2 separate regions of the Zea mays genome follow, and region 1 is linked to region 2. Evidence: chromatin contacts called from public Hi-C data. All regions are on one chromosome and are shown on one strand. Each heading gives the region's core, a stretch centred on a gene start, on an enhancer-like site or on the middle of the called end of the contact. The rest is flanking DNA. Distances are from core to core; before and after follow the strand shown.

The links. Hi-C and Micro-C count contacts between places; a contact is called where the count stands out from the background.
Region 1: a Hi-C map of ear shows a contact between it and region 2, with 2.3 times the contacts expected there. The contact joins the promoter of LOC100191975 here to the enhancer-like site in region 2. A contact is called at or near these places in 3 of 25 Hi-C or Micro-C datasets (ear, leaf and tassel).

What each region holds. Positions count from the first base shown.
Region 1 is chr10:2,602,321-2,609,304 of Zm-B73-REFERENCE-NAM-5.0, forward strand. It overlaps LOC100191975 (putative cytochrome P450 superfamily protein), which reads right to left and starts at 3,085. Exons shown (of 3, transcript NM_001137399.1): 1 at 3,051-3,085; 2 at 2,256-2,732; 3 at 1-506. The coding sequence starts at 2,732. LOC109943114 reads right to left here. Exons shown (of 3, transcript XM_020545942.1): 1 at 6,813-6,984; 2 at 6,546-6,738; 3 at 6,085-6,461. The coding sequence starts at 6,925. The coding sequence ends at 6,165.
Region 2 is chr10:2,390,617-2,397,524 of Zm-B73-REFERENCE-NAM-5.0, forward strand. It overlaps the pseudogene LOC103640690. Among protein-coding and RNA genes, the nearest start is that of LOC100381610, 66 kb to the left of the region's middle. Within about 2 kb of position 3,410, at least 9 of the 20 cell types and tissues checked have an H3K27ac peak or open chromatin away from gene starts, as enhancers often do. A contact at or near this core is called in ear and tassel, where this site is marked.

The sequences.
Region 1 (6,984 bases), core at 1,835-4,334, 210 kb after region 2:
TCGCCGTGCCGTTTCATGACATCCTTCTGCTCCTCTACAGCCTCTGCGAAGTACTGCTTGAACCGAAGCATGTATGCTCCAGTCCAGGTTGAGGTGATAGAGCTGGTGTGCTGCCCAGCAAAGAGTGCTGCGATAAGTAGCCCGGTTACCTCGCCCTCACTGGTGGAACGCCCATTCTTGTACTTGGAATCAATGAAGCACTGCAGCATGTCTTCTTCAGACTGTCCAGAGGCCTTGCGGGACTTGATGATGGTGGCAAAGATTTCTGCCAGACGTGCACGTGCCCTGTCGCGGCGCTTATGTGCAGGGATTGGGAGGTATGGGAAGAGGACACTGATTGGCTGCATCCCGTTGTCAAGGTCGTGGAAGAGAGCAGAAACATCGTCGAACAGCTTTTCTCGCACCTCCCTTCCCAGCAAGCACCGGCTAGCTGTCAGTATGATGAGGTGCTCCAACTCATACTTCAAATCAACAGTGCCACTTTCTCCCCATTTTGAGAAGTACTCCTGCAGGAAAGGTTGGGTTTGCATGATATTAATTACCCAACATGGATACAAAAATATGATTAAAAAATAGCAAATTCAGAAAACTAGAAGATCAGGATGACATATGTGATTTTTTATTTTATTTTATCTTGGCTTGATAAGTAAATCCTAACATGTTATTACTAATATGGAGAAGGGTGTTGAAGCTTATTAGGCCAGATGTACAGAAAATCTGGCACAAAGAACTCTCTGCATATACATGAAAATTTTAGCTTCTTCATTAGCTAAAAAGAACAAAAAAATATGAAAACTAATATTATAAGAAGATTTGTTTGGTTCAACACTGCAGTAGCAACCTAAATATCATGAATAAAGGCGATGAGATTAACAAGCTCCAATGGAGCCAGTGTGATAAAATTCAATTTGCAAGGTAGATGAGGTACTCAAAGCAATTTTTCTTGCACTATGTGTACATCCAGGATGCCTTTAGGAGTTTGGCAGTTTATCCTGCCAATTCTGGTGCTTGTAGCCACATAAATTCTTTTTTTTCAGTAACAAGTTTGTGTAATGTTTCAATGCAAGCATGAAGCTCAAGGCCTAAAATTAATACTTAAGTCAAGAATCTTAGGACAGGGCAATAAATAATAATAATGCTGGCTGTAATATGAAGCCATGCTTTTATAATTGACCGTCACATTCAACTAGATGGAGTACAGCACAACATATCTTGTCAGCTCTCAAGGAAACATAACTGCACTTCTTTTTACAAACTTAGGAGCTGATAACAAGATAATATTCTTTAATAGAAAAAGGAAATATATTATTCCCACCTCACCTTTACAAGAAACAGAAACTGTGTCCATGTGTCATATCCATTTGTGAGTTAGCAAATAAATATAGCTTGCAGAGATCAGCTAGTAAAGGAATGTTGCCCATTATATCTAATCTTTTTTACAACAATTATCTCTAAATTGATTGAGTGTCGCTTGAGAAAAAAAGGTAGAAAGAATGTGAACACAGAAACAGTTCATCAGAACATAGAAAAGAAACTTTAATACACAAAACTAGGAAATATACAAAGAACCACATAAAGAAAATGTCCCAATACAAAAGAAGAGCATGCAAGGAATCCCAAAAGCCTGCTACTTAGGGTCTGGAAGCATCAGCTCAAAAAGGATGAAGATGATGTGAGATAGACACGCACTGGTTCCAAAAGTTGCACATTAGTCATAATTGAGCCTCCTTTCCGAAAAGAAAAAAAAGGCAACCTATAACTTCCCGAAGGAACTAGATAATCCAGTGAAGAAAAATATGCTGGCCTCAAATGAACTCAGACAAAAAAAACACACACCATGTCTACGCTCTTAGGAAATGGAAGTGAAGAGCTATATCATAGATGTTAAGTCCTATTTGCTAAAGTAGTGCATTTTTTGCCACCACAAAGCTCCACCGAGATAGTAAACAAAATGCTCGAGAAGCACTAAACCAACAACCTTTAAGCAGAAATGCTCAGAAAATAAACATGAATGAGAACACCAAGTATGGGGTTTATGGTACTCCTGTGGAACTATCATATTGCAAACCCTGTCCCCCCAAGTACTGAATTACTCCTAATGTGCCCACAGTTACAGATCCACAAACCCAAACATATCAAGAACAAGCACTTCACCCTCATCGCAAGTACTGAATCGCCACATGAACCACATATTAAGGGGTTAGACTAAAAACAGATCTTAAGACAGAGCAGTAAGTCGGTAAGTGATTCCGCACCTCAGCCTCAGCAACCATCTGGTCGACATAGCTGCGCAGCTTGTTCGCCCGGAGCGCCTCGGTAAAGAACCTGAACTGCTCCTGCCTGACGGAGTAGTCGACGTCGAAGACGACCCCGGGGCCGAAGGTGGGCACGTTGAACCTGTACACCTCCTGCTGGCTCATCTCGGCCTCGTTGCCCTTGAAGAAGTGCGCGGACACCTCGGGACCGACGAGGAACGTGATCCTTCGGGTGATGATGGGGACGGTGAAGACGCTGCCGAGGCGGGCGTACTGCTCCCGGATCATGGGGATGGGCCCGCGCATGAACTTGACGAGGCCGCCGACCACCGGCGCCCCCGGGATGGTGGGCGGCAGGCGCTTGCCGCCCCCGGAGCGGGAGCCCAGGAGGAGCCTGAGGAAGGCCGCGGTTGCCAGCAGCAGCGCCGCGCCGGCGATGAGCCGCTGCTGCTGCTGGGGGTCGGCGAGATCCATCATCTGGTTCACGAGAAACGGCATTTCCATGGGTTAGGAACTAGGATCGGATCGCGGCGAGCGCAATGCAGTCAAAAGGTGCCAGAGTGGATCAGATCAAAGGTGGTAGGGTGGGCATGGAGGCCGCGAACTTCGTTTGTATCGAAGTAAAAGTGTCTTTTGAAAAATAAATTCTGAATGGCAGGCACTGGATACAGTTAGGGGAGTGAGCAGGATTAAAAAAAAGAGAGAGATCCTCGGTGGCCGGCGCCGCAAAAATCATCATCGGTGCTAACTGGTAAGCAGGAACCATGGATCGCGAGGCCGGGGGAAAGATCTTACCTTTCGCTTTCCGTATTCCAATTCGTCGGGACGGGGGGCGGCGATGCCGGGGGAGTGTGGAGTCCGGGTGTTTATATATAGGTGTGCCACGCGGCACTGCCGAATGGAGGAGGGAGTAGGATAGATCCCGTGGTTTGGGGAGGAGTGGCTGGATTAGCAATGGCGGATGGGAGGTTTACAGGGGGCGGCGGAAACAGGGGCGGCGAAGAGAGAGAGGAGGGAAGTCTTTAGACTGGCTTCAACGGTGGACGCTCTCCTCCAACTTTTTTGCAAATTGGCCCTTTTCGGGTTTTTTTCCCACAAATACGCCCCTGACAGTTTCATTTCAAAAAATGGACCCTTATCTCGGCGCCGTCATCATTGGCGCCGAGCTTCCATGTGCCGGCGCCAATACTATTGGCGCTTATACGTCAGACGTGGCGGTTGGCTGGCAGTGACGTGTCAGGGGGTCGGCGCCAAGATCTACGGCGCCGACCCCCGTGTCGGCGGCTCAACACGTGTCCGGGGGGTCGGCGCCATAGATCTTGGCGCCGACCCCCTGTATTCAACCTCTGTCGACCTTCTGTGCAAAAAAATTGAACTCACCGCCGCCGCACAGACCCCGCGCCGGCGCTGCTCCTTCCCCGGCCCGCGCTACTCCCCGGCGGCGCTCCACCACCGGCCGGCGCCGCCCCGCCCGTCACCGGCCGCCGCCGCCCCGCCCGCCCCCGGCCGGCGCCGCTCCTCCACCGGCCGGCGACGCCAAGCCCGTCCCCGCCCGGCGCCGCTCCTCCCCGGCCGGCGACGCCCCGCCCGCACCCGGTCGGCGCCGCTCCTCCCCGGCCGGCGACGCCACGCCCACACCCGGCCGGCGCCGCTCCTCCCCGTCACCGGCCGCCACGCCCACACCCGCACGCCACCGCCCCGCAAGCGCCCCCGCCGCCCCGCCCGGCGCCGCTCCTCCCCCGACCGGCGCCGCCCGGACACGCCACGCCCGCCCCCCGGCAGCCCCGCCACGCCCGCCCCCCAGCAGCCCCGCCAGCCCTGACCGCGCCGCCGCCCCGACACGGCCGGACGCCTCCCACCGCCGCCGCACGGCCGTCGACCCGTTTCGGGCGCGCTCCTCGGTCGCGCTCGCTCCTCGCCCGCGTCGTCGACGTTCATCCCCGACCGTTTAGGTAAATTTTATATGGTTTTTGTTTATTGTGCAAGCATTTTGTGTTAATTATGTTAAATTGTTTTGCTATAATTTGTGGTTTTTTGAATGTGATGAATGTTAGTTATTGTGATAAATGCTAATTTGATTGAATATTATGAATGTGAGTCAAATGTGCATGTTTTTTATCCTCCCCGTGCAGGGGAGGTGCTTTCAAAATTTGCAATTATTATATATGAGTATTTTATAATGTGATAAATGCTAATTTGATTGAATATTATGAATGTGAGTCAAATGTGCATGTTTTTTATCCTACCCGTGCAGGGGAGGTGCTGTCAAAATTTGCAATTATTATATATGAGTATTTTATAATGTGGTTAGTATATTAGTGGGTGGTGGTTATATTTGTACTTATTTAGGTACAAATTAGTGGTTTGTGGTTAGGTACTAACCATCCACAGTTTATATTGAATGTTTAATTGGTGTTTCAAATAGATGGACAATTTTTTGAGCTTGTATCATGGAGGCAATGTGGAACAAGATCCGTATGGAAATGCCAAGTTCATTGACATGCGACACGTGCCGGTACTATTCGATGGTAGACCCTCCTTGAGAGATGTGTTTACAAAGGCTAAACAAAAGTTAGGTTTCCATCAAGCTGATGACATTGCGGTTGACGGAGTGCTTAATATCGGTCATCCACCAAATGTCATAAGACGAGTCATCCCAATTGATTGTCAACTGGATTGGGATAATTATATTACTTCGGCTATGAAGACCCATTAATTTTAGGACTAGCATCTATACTTTTCAGATCCATTTCGTAGCCTTTTCAGGAGTGCTTATATAGCCTTTTCAGAGTGTAAAAATAGCCTTTTCAGGATTGTATATATAGCCTTTTCAGAAAAAGAACATAGCGTAGGACATGTAGCCTTTTCAGAACTAGAACATAGCCTTTTCAGAGTTTTTGTACATATCTGATGTTTATAATCTATTACACTATCTATCCTTTAGCCTATATATACACGATCCTTTGTACATTTGCTTCATTGTGCAATAGAATGGCTTCAGGGTCTTCTAGGGGCAAGGGTGCGGTAAATGAGAGACGAAAGGATGGAGGGAAGTTAACTCCAATGTCTTTTGATGGCCCTCTTGGTCTAGATTTTTTTGAAGAGGCGGTTTTTAACTTTCCAGTTCAAAGTAAAAAAGATTTCAACAAAGAGGTTAGACTTAGGTCCTACGATAATAGGAGAGAAGATTGGCCGAAGTGCATGCATGGCGAGGATTGCTTGGTGCAGATGTTCGTTGAGGGTGGAATTGATGGAGGCCGGCGTTTCTTCAGATGTCCTTATGCATATGTACAAATTAATTTCTAGTCCTTTTTTCTAAATACTTTTGTTGTTCAGTGAAACTAACTATAAACATTTATGCAGCATTCATTGGTCAAGGAGAATTGTGGGTTCACTCGTTGGGTAGATCCTCGTCCAATTTTTCCTCATGCGGAATACATATCCTACCTACAGAATAGGATATTTGATCTAGAGAGAGAAGTAAGCAACAAAAATGATGAGGAAGAAAGAGACACAAACAATGGTGGTGCTTCACAGGTGCAAGTATGCCCAGATCCATATTGTTGCTGCCCTTGTCACAACAAGAATGTTGGTCCTCCGTCGTCTCCACCGCACCCACAGCAGACACCAACAATGGGAGGATACTATGGGGAAGGCTCAACTCAATTTGGAATGTGGGAGCACTACTAGAAAACTCTTATGTATCAATTGCTTTTAGCGTGTTGGTTATCTATTTCAATTGCTTCAAGTCGCCTTCAAGAATTGCTTTAAATCTACTTTTCATCAATTATGTATTTATGTAATTTTTCATCAATTTGAAGGTAATTCATTACGAAATATCATTGTTCGACAATACATATTACCGAATAATAAGTTCATTATTACATAACTTCAAATAAAACACCAATACTACTGAGTACAACGGGGCCATTTGCCTTTGCGAAATGCATCAGGGTTCTCCTCCATTGCTTCCTTTGCACGACGTGCACGCTCAAGCTTCTTCTCCTTATCTTCCCTGCATTCAGCAACACGCCTCATTTTCTCTTCGTCTTCACGTTGTTGCTCGGCAGCAAGCTCCTCTCGTCTTTTTTTCATCCTCTCTTTGTCCTCTGCATCCCACTTTTGAAGATTCTCCAGCCACTTCTTATCTTTCTCTGATATTTCGGTGTCAATCCACTGCTCAAAATCACATAGCGGTGGAGGAGTCTACAAAATGTGCAATTATTAGTACGCAAAAAAACATTTACAAAAACATTCACAAATGTAAACATATTACAAGACTATTCTCACCATTAAATTCATCCGACGTTGAACAACAGTTGGCTCAAATGCAAAGTTAGCACACATCCAATACCTCTGTCGATAGGTGTCATGATCTTCAGACTTATCGACCTTACAAGGATCACCACAAAAACACATAGGCACTGGAACACCACTTGGCAAAGGCAGCGGGTCGAAGGCAGTTCCGGTCAAAGGACCCTTCCTAAATTTCCATAAACTCTATAACAATCAGAAATATAATAGACTCACAAAATAAGAGGCAGATCCAAAACTTACCTTTGTTTAGCATATTTACCACGCCTAGACATCTCTAGTTTAGAAGAATTGAAATGAGCACAGCAACAAGCCAGACGTAGGGTACTATTTATAGGAACGTACCTCGGCGCCATAGATCTTGGCGCCGAGGTAGGCGTCGTTGACCGGGCGCCTACCTCGGCGCCAAGATCTA
Region 2 (6,908 bases), core at 2,160-4,659:
GATTGGTTCCTTGAGTAAGGCTGTGCACTTGATGAATGAAATGGTTGACAAGGGTATGTCTCTTGACAAAGTTGTGTACACATCTCTCATTGATGGGCACATGAAGCAGGGAGATCTCCAGGGTGCCTTTGCACTCAAGGCCAAGATGATTGAAACTGGTTTGCAACTTGATCTCTATTGCTACACTTGTTTTATCTCGGGCTTCTGTAATATGAATATGATGCAAGAAGCTAGAGGGGTTCTTTCAGAAATGATTGGGACTGGCATTACACCTGATAAGACGGCTTACAACTGTCTGATAAGAAAATACCAGAAACTGGGAAACATGGAGGAAGCGTCAAGTCTTCAGAACGAAATGGAAAGTGTTTTGAGCTCTTGCACAGAAGAGGATACTGCTTCTGGTTCTGGTTGTGAAACCTGAGTTTGCAGCTGTACAAAGTATGAAGGGCCAGTTTTCCTTTTCTTTTGTTATAGTATCAACATTTTGTCAACCCCCCTCCCCCGTGCAGAAATTTATTGCAAGTAATTAATTACATACTCCTCTCGGGTTACAATCCTGAATACTGCCTTGTGTTTGTGGTTGCTTTACTTACTAGGAGCTGGCCGGCCTTGGAGCATGTGGCAAGCACATCTGGAGAATGGGGGCGCCATGAAGCACAAGCTGCTGAAGGTTACAATCCTGGCCTGCTACATTGCTTATGCGTTCACATTTCACGCTCTAGCTAGTCTTGCATAGACTGCATTTTGCGGCATTATGGAGCATTTTTGTTTGTGTTTTATTCAGCATGTCAGGGAAATACATCAATCAAGTTCAGTCCTTTGATGGCTGCTTTCAGGGAGAAACTCGCCTATGCTGATTTAGTGTGTTCATGCGCCTCATGTATTGTGCAGATGTCTGCTGCATTGTGCGTGCTGTGACGCTTAGGCTATCTCCAGCAGCCTCCTTATCACACCTCTTATCTCACTCCCTATTTTCAAACTTCACTTTATAAACAATTTAGTCGACAGGGCAAGGCAGTGTTTTGCACACCCATATGCACGCTCTGCTGAGCATGGCCTTAACAACCTACCGATTCTGTCTCCATTCTCAAGTTGCTATTCTTGGAGTGGGCAGAGGCGGCAACCCAAAATTGTCTCTTGCATCACGCCTTGATATGCCATGCTTAAGTGTGCTATTGATGAAATGGGTGGCAACCCAAAATTGTTTCTTTCATCATGCCTTGACATGTTCACATGCCATGCCTCTGATGAAATGCACACAAAACTGCTGTTGCTGGCAAGATACCCTTTTGTACCTTATCTATTTTTTGAGACAAATTGGTTTACCTTTCTATCTATTTTCTAGTCACCTTCGTGTCAAATCCATAGCTGAATTTAAAGAATGGACACCACACATTCTTACATATTCTTTGAGTTAACAGTGTTGCACACAATATATTGCTTCAGTAGTAAGTAGTGATATCTTTTTAGACCATTTGGTTGTGGTGCAGTTTGGACAATCCTTCCTGGTCATGAAACTTTGCTCAAATCTGCAAACTGTGTACAACTATCTAGCTAGATGGACCGTTTTGTCACATTGCAATTACCTGGCTGCTGGCTCACCTAAAATGCTAAAACTATCATCAGGAGCCTGCTGTACTGAATTGTCTGATACTCTTTTCAATCTTGACAAATCTCCTCTTTTTTCTGACTCTGTATCCAGGATGTTTCCAAAATGTTGTTCGTGCCTAATGGGATTTCGACTGAGAGATCTACTAGATCAAATTGTAACAAGGATCATGCTATCAAATCAAAAGCAACACTTAAGGGTGCTTTGTCTTTAATTGCACTAAACATTGTCAGTTACAACAGGAAGATGGAAAATAGGTTTCAAACACTAAGAGAGCTGGGATCCAAAGGAAAAAGAAGCAACCCACTGGTGCTTGAAGAGTTCATGTGGGAAAATGAATGGGTTGAAGAAAATGAAGATGATGGTGACAACAACATATGGTATGCTGTGGATGAGGCATTAGGAGCAACTCAGGCTCTTCGAGGCAGAAACGTTCCTTAAATGAAGGTTTTTGCGATGAAGTGGTCAAATGGGCCAGAGTCACTGTACGTTCTTGAATCCTGATGTCATCCCGGTCTTAGCCAACAAAGAAGAATTCAAGGGAGAGACATATCACATATGCAATAGAGGCGCGTGTAGCTAAAAACAAGCCCATAACTTGAAGACCATGTAGTTTTTTTTCAGGGACAGCAGCAACTTGAGAGAGAACCATAACAGTGGATCTTCTCTTGGGTATTGGCAATTCCATACCAAGTGGTTATATACAGGATTTATGCAAAGAAGTAAGTCTCTCTGGGTCCTTTGCTTATTCTTATTCCTTCAATTATTTAGTGCCTGTTCAGATTCTTATTCCTTTAATCGAGCAACCGGTGATGTCTGTCAGCAGTTTGACAATGCCAAACATCTGCCTTTTGGAGCTTCTTCCAGAGAACAGAACATTTTTGCGAGAGACATCTGTTGAAAAATCAGCCTCGAAGGTGCCTGTCTCTTCTAGGAGCAAAGAGCTGCCGAACTTCAAGAGAAAAGTGGAGGAAGAAAGTCTCCTTGTTTACCAGGAAGAAACATAGGAAGGAGGCGTCAAAAACGCCCGCTGGAAATGAGAAAACTGAGGGCACGTCCTCTGCTGTAGCAAAACAGAAACCGGGGCACACGCTCTGCTTCAAACGTCTCTAAACTACTTTATGCTATGAATTTATAATCTTTTTACCATTATGCTCATAAATCAATGAAGTAGTAAGAGAATACACACGTCGTCAATCTATCTCCAATTATTTTTTTATTATATATAAAGTATATGGTGTCTCTGCCCGCAGCAACATATATCTAATATTAGAATTTAGAACGCTGTGTCATAATCTAACTACCAGATCTGTAATATTTAGGCTCTATTTGTTTCCATCGAGAATTATATCATAGTGTTTATGGATTATATCATCTAACTACCAGATCTGTAATATCGAGACCTGCTTATAGATTATTATAATCTAAATTATCTAGATTATATAATCCACATAATAATAATAATCTACATTGTTTGTTTAGCTAGCCGAATTACGAGGATAAATAAACAGGGAGATCTTTATCTGTTTTAATTTAAATATCTGCTCCTAATAAATAGTGGCATTTGTATCTCACCAGTTACATAAGATCTGTTTACTTATTGCATTAGCAACAATTGAAAGATATTCGTCAAAACCTTAGTAACGGGGAACTTGGCCTCGTTCCCGGAACGGAACGTGGGAACAATCTCGTTCCAGTAGTGTTAAATTCTAGTTTTTGTAGCGTTTCGCGTACCATGTTCCCGTTCCTTGATCCCGTCGATCCGGGAACCTGGTTTCCATCCTTCAAGTTCAAGCCATGGGGTCCACGTGCCGGATTTCTCTTCTTTGTTCCCTGCTCCCTCTCCCCCAATCCTCTCTTGTAGCCACGGCCGCATGCTCGCGCGCCCGCGCCGCCTTTCTACTTCCAAGTGCAGCTCGCCTCGGCTTGCCAGCGCCATCTTTTCTTCCTCCCACTCCCTCACCTGACCGGTCTGATTCTGGGTCGATGTCGGTCGCCATGGTCCGACCCATGGTCGGAGGATAGCGGAGACCAGTGAAGGCCTTGCGCAGAAGAGTGGCGGGGAGGAGAAGCGACGGAGAAGCGCGCTGCCGCGCTCACATGGCCGACCAAGGTAACCTCGGGACACACAGATAAATCTAGTGAATGTTTCGTCGCTAGCGGCGGGTCTTTTACCGACGCTTGTTGGGGACAGCTTTCCATAGTTTTTTTAGAAAATCGAGATGTGCTTTGCAGGTAGGCATGTGCGTGCAGACATTTGAATTCATGAACCAGATCTCGACAATTTGGATTCTAAGTAAAAATGGGCAGGGTCGCTCTCTCCCAACAATAGTCCTGCCATTCGTTGCCATGTACCCAACGAGCGTCCAGCACCAAGAAAACAAGAGAGAGAAAGAGTGGGTGTGAGCACCGAACTGTCGAACTGAGCATGGAGCTCGCCTTGGGGGCCATGGCCAGCTTGGCCCCCAAGCTGGGCGACCTGCTCATGAAGGAGTATGTCGTGCACAAGGGCCTCAAGCTTGACATCGAGTCCCTCTCCAGGGAGCTTGTGATGATGAACACCGCCCTCGTCCACGCATCCCGGGTTCCACCTGACCAGCTCACTGAGGTGGAAAAGCTCTGGGCACGCCACATCCGGGAGCTGTCGTATGACATGGAGGACGCCATCGACGATTTCATCCTGCGTGTGGTTGGTGGTGGCAACTCTGCTACCGAAGACACCAAAGTCTTCAAGGAGATCCTTGGCAAGGTCAGCGCCGTGATGTCAATGAAGAAGTTCAAGGATCGGCGTCAGATCTCCGACAAGGTCAAAGACATAAAAAAACTCTCTAACGAGTTGGCTGAACTTTATGCCAAGTACACAGTAAGAGGTGCGGGTGCTGATCTCGCCGCGAGCACCGGCATTGACCCCCGTGTCATCAATCTGTACAAGAAAGAGTCGGATCTCGTTGGCATCCAGGAGTCAAGGGACAAAGTTATCAAGATGCTATCTATAGGGACCAAAGATGACGATGTGCAGGCGTCTGATCAGAATCTAAAGATAGTGTCTATAGTCGGAGTTGGAGGATTAGGTAAGACTACTCTAGCCAAAACAGTACATGATATGCTAGAGAAGCAATTCGGTTGTTCTGCTTTCATTTCTGTTGGTAGGACTCCTAATCTGAATAAGTCATTTAAGAAGATGCTAGTGGAACTCGATCGCAATTATAAGCAAGTTGACATGGCCAGATGGGATCTAGACCAATTTGTAAACGAACTGCATGAATTCTTACAGAACAAGAGGTACGCGCGCTCATGTCATTCATTCTCCATCTAATTTTAGTTCAAGGTCTTTCATTCACTAGCAGAGCATGGGCAGTTTATACGTTCCTATATACCGATTTCCCAAGTTTATATGTTTATAAGGACAAGTTATTCATAGCTCTGCACTCTTGTGCCAATTATATATATAGGTACTTGATCGTTGTTGATGACATATGGGATGATGACTCATGGGAAGCGATCAGATATGCCTTGAAGGACAATAATTGTGGGAGTAGAATAGTCATGACTACTCGTAATTCCGGGGTTGTCACGAAAGAAGAAGAGGTTTACAGATTAAAACCTCTTTCTGATGAAAACTCCAAAAAATTGTTCTACAAAAGAATAGAGAGTCAGGAAGGAGAAAGCCTTGACGGTGAACTATCTAGTAAAATCATACACAAATGTGGCGGCCTGCCATTGGCTATCATTGCAATAGCTAGTTTGTTGGCTGAAAGACCATGTGAGGAGTGGTCAAGAGTGTATGACTCGATTGGTCTTGGGAATAATGGTGACAATACGACAAAGATACTGTCATACAGCTACTATGATCTGCCTTCTTATCTCAAGCCATGTCTGTTGCAACTAAGTATTTTTTCCAGAAGACTATCTCATTGATACAAAGCGTCTGATATGGATGTGGATAAGTGAAGGCCTAGTCCATCTTGAGAAAGAGGGTAGCCTATTTGAGGTTGGAGAAAGGTACTTCAAGGAACTTGTGAATAGAAGCATGATCCAGCCGATACAGGGAAAAAATAGCTGGTTTGAAGAAGAGTTCCGTATTCACGACGTTGTGTTTGATCTCATCCGTAAGTTGTCGAAAGATGAAGACTTCGTAACCCTTTTGGACAGCAACAGACAACATTCATGTCCGGATAGTTTAAGAAGAGAGAAGAAAACAGGAGTGCCTCGTTCTGATTGGAAGCAACGTCGACTGGTTATCCTAAATCAACGTGTGCATTCCAGAGGTGTTGAGGTCAGCATGGACATGCCAGAGGTGTTGAGGACACTTAACATTGTACACTGTAACGTTACAATTATGGCCCCACTTCATAACTTCAGAGTTTGTCGTGTGCTATGTCTAGTAGGCAGCTATGTACCCATCAGCCTAAAGCATCTAGGGAAGCTGTTGCATCTCAAGTTCCTACAGATATCTGACACGACTGTTGATGAGCTTCCTAAGGAAATTGGGCACCTGAGGTCTCTTCAGGCACTGATATTAGGCTATACTGGACTAGACGAGCTACCATCGACTGTTTCCTCGCTTACTCAGTTGATGTGCCTGACAGCTAGCGGGTTCAAAAGGTTGCCAGCTGACAGGATGGGGAACTTAACGTCCCTGGAGGAGCTACGGTTAGAGAGCATAGTTGGTCAGTGTGCCGCCCAATCCCTAGTGGCAGAGCTTGGCAAGCTAACAAGGTTGAGGGTGGTCAGCATCACCTTTTCAGAGGAGCTAGAAGAGAGTTTGCAAGAAGCACTGGTCAAATCTCTGTTCAACCTGCGGGGACTCCAGGAACTATCGCTTTCTTCTAAAATGTGGCAGCAGGGAAGCACTATGTGGGGAGACTGGGAGCCACCAAGGCAGCTTCGGGGCCTGATCGTTCAAGGCATTGTCTTCTCACGACAGCCTCGATGGATCAACCGCTCCTGCCTGCCACACCTCTGCTTCTTATGTCTGATGGTGCACGCTGTTGAAGCACAGGACCTAGATAACCTAGGGAGGTTGCCAGAGCTCCGGTACCTCAAGCTAGAGGGTGTCATCTGGCCTCCAAGGTATGCTGTTAGCCTGGACAACTTCAAGAATCTAAGATTTTGCGATGTGGGTACAACGCTCGAGTTTCATATGGGCGCCATGCCGAGGCTTGAAGAGCTGCAATTTGAAGTTTATGCAGGGTACTGGAGTTGGGAACACAATGGTGTGCTGTTGGAGCAGTTCCCAACGAAGGATGTGATCGAAGATCTTGACTTGGGCCTGGATAACTTGCTTTCACTTGAGCAA